Regions from separate parts of the Pan troglodytes genome. Here region 1 is linked to region 2. Evidence: chromatin contacts called from public HiChIP or PLAC-seq data. All regions are on one chromosome and are shown on one strand. The core of a region is the stretch at or near the end of the contact, and the rest is flanking DNA. Distances in the headings are between cores, read along the strand shown.

Region 1 (4,321 bases), core at 1,631-4,130, 470 kb before region 2:
TAACCCATGATAACTTACAATTTAGTTATCTTGACCAGTCAATCTTGAAGCTAGACAGAGATGGGGTAAGGTAAAACAGGAGTTACAGAAATATGTAGGGGTCTGGGGGCAGGCAAGAAGCTTGGAAGGTTGAGATAAGCTCGCAGCTGCAACTTGTTAGCAATGCTGGGAGGGGCTACTTAAATTTCTTAGCCTACATATAACTTCTAAGTAACCTATACTTAATGTTAACTATTACCTATGTTATGTTTATTATTTTAAACTTTATTATTACTTATTTTATTTTATTTTCCTTCCACATAACTTCCAAACTGTCTCCCAAATTCAGTCTAGTTGATTAGAGTAAGAAATTTCACTTTCAATATACAAGGATTGAAAGGACCTCATCTAACCTTAGGTAGAGGTTCCACTTAGTATCACCTCTAATCGATGGTCTGAAATACTAGACATAAGCAGAGTCTCTTTCCCATCAGCAGTCTGACCGAGTGATACAGGACACTTAAAATGTGTTAAGCATTGAGACTGTGACATGCCTTCAATAGTGTTGGCCTCAGTTTTAGAATTAACATGGAATCCTGTTACAGAAATGATATATATTATTGTGACAAGTACCACTGAAGCTCACAAAAGGAAAAGATAAAAAGATGACAAGCAACTGAGAAGAAACAAGCCTCTTAGAAGTAAAAGTACTTGACAAATGGGAATTATCATACTTCTGTGGATGCAAAAGTTTGGTAGGCAGAGGTTAGTACAGTTTAATGTAACTTCCTGTGAGCTATCCTTTGCCTGAAAATATGGCTCTGATCCTATCTACAGCATTATATTCCAAATCTCTTTTGATTTAGAAATTCTCCTTAATATTTTCATAGCTATATCTGAAAAGCACAGTTAATTCTTAAGACACTCAGGCTTACTATGATACTCTCATACTGTGGAATACAGAACTAATCTTGCTTCCTTCTTTTTTTAAATAGGCCCATTAGGCTCTCGTTCCCACTGTCATAAGGATTCCACTTTGCCTCCCAGGTTCATACCTACACATGCCTCATTAAAATTCAACGTGTTTTCAACTCCCAAAAACCTCAGTATTTGGATGAGAAATACTTGTTATATCCAAAAGAAAGAGTACTTGAGAGAGAAAAAAGTTAAACAAGGATCTCTGAGCGTTGATGGCTTTGTAATTTTTAATTTTTCCGCAGTTGTTTTGGCTACCATTTGGAGAGCATTTCATTTCCAAGAAACATAATTTGCCAATTACTCCAGAGATCCTGTTAGAAAGGAAATGGGTGAAAATGCCTCAGAGCAGTGGCACAAATGACCCATTCCCTTCTTATTTTTAGTGTTCATTAGTAATCATTTCTAGATTCTAGCATCTCTCTTATACCTGCTGCTTAAATACATAACTGAAACCCTTAGTAATGATTTGTCCTTTGGTGATCAATTTCAGCAGCAGTCACAAGGCATTTTAAATGAACAGAGGCCCCATCTGCCCCTAAAGCGGCCCATCCGACAAGAGGGGACAACTGGAAGTCTTACCCTTGACAAAATGTATCTGGATGATGTAATAGACAGCACAGTATTTCCATTTTTTCTCCATTGTCTTCTGAACACCTTACACCAGCATTTCCGTAATGATCACAAAGTCAATTGATGTTTTCAAGCAAACTCCAGCCACCCACTTCGTGCTAAAAAACCCGAAATCTACCACACACGCCTGGGTCTGTTTATCACTTGGCAAGCCCCCAGGAAATGAAACGTAGACAGGAAAGTAATGTGGTTCAGGACTGAGTATAACGTTCGACAGAACAATGTTGAAATTGTTCTCTGAAATTTGTGTATCACCTTCTTTAAGAGACTTTTCAGTATCCAAAGAGTCTCTTATTCAGGATTTCTGTGTCAGTCAAGCTGCGTCTAAAATCCAAACAAAGGATATCACGCAGAGCAGTTGGCAATGTGCTTTTTATACATTTTTTTTCAAGAGCACAAAGTCATTTAACAAATGTGAGCTTGGTGTTTTTCATAATAGTTTTTCTGTTCAATCTTAAGATATGTTTTCTTTCCAGAATTGCCCTGGGGTGAAAGAACAAAGAATTAACACATTTAATTTTAATAAAATCTGAAAAGTAACAGGGAATAGTGTCAGCTATCAAACCAAATTTTATTGTCTCTCCTCTTGCAGGGAAATGCACATTTCCTGGGAGTGGAGGAGTGAGGGCTACTTTTCTACCCCTCGTCTGGGAAGACAAGGGAAGGTTGGAGGTCAGATAGGGAAATCTCCCACCAGGTTGGCTGGAGGCCATTTTTGTTCACCACAGAAGAGCTTATCTATGCCTAAGCCAAAGCAAGGCGGTAACAATCAGAATCCAAAGGCAGAGAATTCCCACCTCAGTGAGCTATTAGGCTTATTACATCTGCCTAGTTACTTCTATTTACAGAGAACCGCAAACAGGTTTCAGGAAAGTGACCCCTTGGTAAAAATGTCTGGCTATTCGTAGAACACGATGACTATTCCCTGCTATGATTCTCTGATTTAATTGTATTAGTTTTTCAGCCTGAGATAAAATAGGCTGTCATCACCCTCCAACATTAAGAAAACAAGCATTAGACTGAGGACTACTGTAAGTTTGATGGACAAAGAATAACTACAAATAAACATGTGTGTCTTCATACAACCGTATGAATGATTAAAATATCCTGTGACCCTAATTTTATTATTAGAATATACGTACCACCTAGCAAGACCAAAGACAAATGAAAAGGCCAATTGTAATCCTGAGATGGGAATTCTTTTCAGGTGAGGTGGAGATAATTTTCGTCAGGTTGTCATCATGTATACACCAATCTCTCCTATGCAAGGACTCGTGGGGAATATGGATGATGCTAAGACAGAAGGAAATGCTTTTGCCAGTCAGGAGATTAAATTTAGATGGGAGAAGAGAGGTTTTCATGTAAATAAACAAGGGCGACTGTCTTACTGGACGTCCAGGTCACCCCCTATACCACCACTGCAAATACTTGCCATGATAATTGCCATACTTATTCAGTATTCCTCAGCTAATGATTTCTTGCAGAATTTAGATGTAGTTACTGCTTGCCTAGTCCAGTGCTCCCCAAACCTTTATTATCACCCCTTCCCAACTTCCCATGAGTTTCAGGTCACTGGGGATATTGGGTCAGGTAGTACTGACAGTGATTTTCCAGGGAAGGCCTGGGAACTCAAAGTCCTTTATAGAAGGGCAGGAAGAGACATAACTGCTCTAGGTACCTTCATCTCTTCCCATTGCCCCTGGAAATTCTAGTAAATCAAAGTTTTATGAAGCATAGCAGCAAAAATAGTCCTGGAGATGCACTATGAAGATCCTGATTTGCACGTTGGTGTCCCTATTAAATCAGGACACATTACAAGCCTAGAGAAGGGATTCTATGATCTCGTTCCATTTTTCATATTAAGAGGAATTTACCTAAGTAGAAACCAATTCAAATATACATTTACTGACTTATCTAAGAACAATACCCTCTTTGGGGTATTTAGACTTCTCCTATCTTTTATTGTATTAAAGCGAAACAATTGTTCCAAAAAAGTCTGTAAACTCAGAAACATGGAATTGGTCGTTTATTTTCCAGTGCTACAGACTTACTTTCAGTAGAATTCTTGCCTCTCATTGGGGTTGGGCTACCTGAGCCATGCATTTAGTGGCTATACGGCAAATCTGTCCTCTGGGTATTGTTCAGGGCTTAGTTAATGATTCTTATGTCTAGAAACTTCTATGTCCTGAAGCCATCAGATTTGATTAATTTTTCTTTGGGATCCACACAGGTTCTGAAAGTATAACAATTTCAGATGCATGGCCACAGAATATTAACTGAATGCTTACACTTCAGGTGTCCTGCAGCTGCAAGACCCAGGCAACAGCCCCTCCATGGCTGTTTGCATGCAGCAGGTGGCAGCAACACTCCGCAGACTGGCACGGCTATCCCAGGTGATGGGAATTGCCCCCACTGCCTTTCAATCCTGGTAATATTTTCTAAAGGCTCTTTCAGCATGGGGATAGACAGGCGTTCTCTATACTTAAAAATAACTCTTCTATGGAAGTCATGTCAATCTCTTCTATTATCCTCCCTACCCACCATATCCTGATTGCACAGGGTTTCTTCTGCCTTATAGTCTGCTGCACATAAGGAGAAAACAGAAGCAAGTCAGTTTCACACACAAAAAGAAATCGTGATCTTCTTGAACTGCAGAGGCAAATTCAATTATTTACAAAGAGAAGCAGGAACACACATTATTTCTGCTAAAGCCAAGCCATGATTGTGTATTTTG
Region 2 (4,821 bases), core at 470-2,969:
CTCTCGGTCCTTAACATAAACGAAGTCAGGATAGTAAACTGGTAAGGTCCCCTCCAACTGTCCTCTCACTCAACTGTAAGCAACATCCCCAATTCTCCTTCATGGAATAGAACAGCATACAAATTCAATCTAGACTCTGGCATCAATTTAAAAAGGTATAGCATTAAGAACTTTCTCTTGGAACCAAGTATCTGGGGAGTCGGCATACAGAAACAGCGTACAATTAATAACATTCCATTTATCATACTATACTCTGTGTAAATCAGATTTCATTACAGTGCTGGAAACGTGGTGGTAAACTGTTAGTGGAAATTCTCAGCCCAGAAGAGACACTCAATCCCATCATGCAAACTTTGCTTCCCTCATAACCAACTACCCTGACTCACCTACCGTGTAACAGGATTCTCCTCCTTCTAAATCACACTATTCAAGAAATGTGCACACATCTCTCCTTTTAATAAATACTAGTAAAACTTCAGTTTACGGTTTTATGAAATACTGAAAACCAATCTTTGACCAAGCTTAAGTTCTGCCCCTCTACTTTTCTTACCAAGAGCCCTCAAATAAATAACTACTCGCAGTGTTGTGATACTCCTCCTCCCACCAAAGACTGGTGTCCTTATTTTCCCAAATCACTGCCTCCCATTAATTACCACTTAAGTCCATTTCTCTTGCATGAGGCAGACTTTTTTTTTTTTTTTTTTTTTTTTAGCACAGTCCTTAATAAGCAGGCTTCTAGTCTGGCATACCTGGGAAGAAAACTCAGAGACTAACTCCCAAATATGACAGGAAAACAGTAACATAACACGAGGGTCAAGAGATGGGAAACAGGCGCGTGACTGTTTTGGTTAGAACAGCCGGGGCACACAGTCCATGAAATCAGGTATTTAACACGTAAATCTTGTTCCTGCGGTTTGGTAAAATAAGCACGGGCAGTGTGAGAGACGTCCCACAAGCTGGAAGGCAGGGACGAGGGTCAATCTCGAGAGCTCCAGAAGCTGTCAGGGCAGAGCCGGGGGAGTGGGCACAAGACAGAAGAAAACTAGCTGTAGGGGATTCTGCGGCTGGGTGGGCTAAAATGGTGCCTTCTCCAGGGTGGAAGGCCATGAGAAGTGGACCCGGAGGCTTCATTCCATCGGGCTCCGGTCCCTAGGGTTTCTGGGCTCACAGCTCAAGTTTCACCAGGAAAAAAAGCGGCAAACGTGCATCCCGGCACCTTAACCTACGACGGTTCCCAGGGAATGAGCGAGGAAGTAACGGTCCCCGGAGCAAACCCGGAGTTCGGCGCACGAAGCACCATCGCCAACCCTCGGCCATCCGCACGGCGACCCGCGCGGCCGCGGGGGAGGGGAGCGGGCCGCCGGCTCAGCATTCGCTGGCCCGGCCCTTCCAGGGCCTCGCCCCGGGCGCGGCGAAAAGTTTCCAGCCAAAGTCTTCGGCACTCGCTCGCACAGCCAACCGCCTCGCTGCCCCAGAGAACGGCTGGCAGAGCCGGCCGCGGCGCCCGCACCCTCAGTGGCGGCTCCCTCAGCCCACGCCGGCCGCCGAGGTTCACCTACCACAGAGCCTGGAGAAGAGCAGCAGCGGGAAAAGCAGCAGCAGCAGCGGAGGCGGCGTCGGGGGCTGCAGCAGGAGCCCGGCTCCGAGGAGAGAAGCGGAGGAAAGTTGTGCTTTGCCGCCTCCAGGACACAGCGGGGACGGCCGCAGGGTCCGCGCCATCCCCCACCCTCCCCCCGGCCCGCTCGCCCGCCCGCCCCCCGGCTCCCCTGGCCCCGGCGCCTCAGGCTCTGGGCGGAGGCTGTGGAAGGTCCAGCGCGCGTCCCCAGCTCCCAGCTCTAGCGCCGTCGCTGCCGGCTGACACTCGGCCGAGCGCTGGCGGCTGCCTCGACACCGCCGTCGCCGACGCCACTGCCGAGGCTGAAGCGGGAGCCGCCCGCCGCCGCCACTCCCCTCCCCCCGGCACCCGCCCGCCTCGAACTCCTGGGAACTCGGAACGCACCACCCCGCCCCACGCAAGAGGGGGAAAAGAAACCGACCCTCAGAGCGGGCGCCCGACTCGCCCGCCCTCCCCGCGCAACTCCAGCTCCCGTCTGATCCCCGGGCGCAAGCCCTGTCTCCTCCCACCCCGCCCTCCTACACATGCTCCTCCCCTTTCAAAAAAAAAATATTCTTTTCATCCACTTTGATAACGGGGTTTCTCCCACAGCAGAGATTTAAAAGGGACAGGAAAATCTGGAATAGGTTAGTCGGCCCCGCCCCTCGTTCCTGCCTGGTTTCCCCCCTTTCCTGCCTTTCCAATGGTATCGCCCACTCCACCCCTCGCGGGTCCACGGAGGCCCCGGCGCCGACTGAGGCGAGGGCTGCGGGACAATCACGCTCGGCCCTCTCCTCTCCCGGGCGGCGCTCTCCCTGTGGCGGGGACCTGGGACGAGGGGGTGGGGTGGGGAGGGGAAGGCAGGAGGGGGCTGCCCTTCCGTTGCCCATGCTAAAGGTTCCTGTGTAGGAAGCTGGACGCAGCCTGCTGGACTAGTAATCTTCCTCCTCGCTGGGGCGCGGGGCACTGAAGGGAGGGAGAGACTTTCTCCTCCTTCCTGTTCCCCGGGACAGCTGTGCTCTCCGAATCCTTCCCTTCTTCCCAGCCCACTTATCCCCCGCTCGCCAAGGCACGTTTGCACAGGCATTTTTCCTGCTCTTTTCTCTGGGAGGGCGGCTTGGTAGAACGGTCGGCGGAGCTGGGCGAGGAGAGGGGTCTCAGAAGGTTTGCTTTCTTGCTTTTGCTTCTCACTGGCCGCTGGGCTGTCCACTTTCCGCGCCGGGCGACTGGCAACAGGAGGCCCTGGATTTCCCCCAACGAGTGCGTTGGTGTTTTTCTTTGGTTTTGTTTCCTTTGCATGTTCGTATGTGTAGTTTTATTTTCTTGCCTGTTTTCGTTTGATGGCAGAGAAGCGACCTCGGGAAGTATTAAACATTTGCCCGTATAAGAAGAGCGTCTGTGGTCCACCATGACCCTCGCTCACCCCAGGTGGCTGCCCGCCCTGCCCTCTCCATCCTCCCGCCTCGCGCAGTACCGGCAGCTTGACCTTGGAGCCACTGCCACATTGGTTCCGCGGGGGGAGTAGGAGGGTGGACAATTTGGACTGTCCGGCGTAGGGGGTGAATTGAAGGCAGAGGACACCAGTCCTCAGGCCTGACACTATTAATTTTATGTAGGTCCTGTCATCTCCACGAGATAGCCATAAATGTGTTCCAGTAACAGGAAAGCTGAACAAGGATCAGCCGCCCAGAAATTAGCCTGTCGCAGCTAAACTAATGCATGCTTGCGGCCAAGACCACGCTGTCCTCGGCTTTCAGTCAATAGAGTCTTCCCACCTTCCGCCCGCTGGATTACAAGGCTTTACTAACCTCCAAGGCTACAAGCCATTCTACACCCTGCCCACCTCTTTTTTCTTTCTTAACTTCTGCCTCCCTTCCAGTCTCCCAGCGCTCGGTCTAGTGCCTTTTTCCCTCCAGCCCTTTCCTCTTCCCTCCCTCCCTGTGCCTGTCTGCCTCTGTCGTCCCCTGTAAGCTTGTCTCCTGCAGCCAAGGCTTTCTATCACCTGTTCTCAAGATGCACTTATGAATAAACCTTGTCCTGCATCGCTCCGGGAGATCCCCTGATGATGATCATAATTGACAAAAATGTAGCTATTGTGACATTCCTCAGCTGTGCTGACACCACCGTTTCCCTTGAGAAAATTTCTTTTTCTATATTCGCATTCCCTAAACCTAATTTCACTGCTAAATTTAGACAGCTCACTGCGCAGCCACTAGCTAATTATCTGTTTAGATAGCACTTTAACACGTTGTTGAGACTCAGTTAAATGTTAAACAACCAAAATTTTAATATCACTAGCCAATTTCATTCCCCCAGGTTTTCCCTGATGGCTCCACATCTCCAAGAAAAGTAATTTAGCCAACATTTCAAAAAATACCAAAGGCTTAACTTGGGTAGGGGCCATCGGGCAATTGCTACAGAGACCATAAGGAATTAGCATGTTAAGTTCGTCTCAAAAAGATGACATGGAGCTTTAACAAATATATTTCCTCCATACTTACAGAAATTGAATAGTGGTCTGCTATGATCTTCTCTGACCTAAAGTGAAGAGAGAGCATGGAAGAGCATTATTTATAGATGTTATATAAGCATTAAAAGAGCACCATGCTGGTGTTTTATGTGCATATATGTATTGTATTCTAATAATAATATTTTGTGTTTATACAGCATCTTCAACTAAAGATGTCAAAGCACAAGCTCACTTCCCACGGAAGGTAGCAATTACTATTATCTACTTGACAGCTACAACCTAGGCACAGAGGTTAAGTGCTCTGCAAATACTACCAGCCAGTGGTGGTTTTCCTGCCAGAACCAAGTTCTTGCCTTCCAGTGGACACCATTGATCTCTCAAGATGATTCTTTAAGTTAAAAAGTAAGATAACTCAAATTTCTACTTTCTATAATAAAAGTGCCCAATCTTAAATTACATTCTCCTCAGATGAGTGAATTTTAGACATACTCACCCCAAGCTTTCCTGTTGGAAATTTTTACTGGCCACAGAAAAAGATTTTACATTACATATACAACTCATGTTTTTCAAGGGCAGAAATACTATTAATTTTTTAAAAACCTTTAGCACGAGAGTATTAGTGCGTTCTATGCCATTTTTAGTCTTCTAACTTCATAGATAAGTTCACATTTATTGTTTGAATAACAAACTTTAAGGAATACTTAATTATAGCTAACTTATTAATATTTCTGACACCATTGAATAACAAAGTATACAT

What was found. HiChIP or PLAC-seq counts read pairs in DNA pulled down with a chosen protein or histone mark.
Region 1: a contact with region 2 is called in an H3K4me3 HiChIP or PLAC-seq map of stem cell-derived excitatory neurons, with 9 times the contacts expected there. The contact joins the promoter of CD96 here to the promoter of NECTIN3 in region 2. A contact is called at or near these places in 2 of 7 Hi-C or Micro-C datasets (blood and stem cell-derived neural progenitor cells) and 1 of 1 datasets of contacts at active chromatin or transcription factors (stem cell-derived excitatory neurons).

The regions. Positions count from the first base shown.
Region 1 is chr2:114,882,165-114,886,485 of NHGRI_mPanTro3-v2.0_pri, reverse strand. CD96 (CD96 molecule) reads right to left here and starts at 2,880. Exons shown (of 16, transcript XM_063806963.1): 1 at 2,730-2,880; 2 at 1,537-2,070. The coding sequence starts at 1,597.
Region 2 is chr2:114,412,060-114,416,880 of NHGRI_mPanTro3-v2.0_pri, reverse strand. NECTIN3 (nectin cell adhesion molecule 3) reads right to left here and starts at 1,719. Exons shown (of 11, transcript XR_001713521.4): 1 at 1,560-1,719. It also overlaps a transcript of LOC460575 not described here.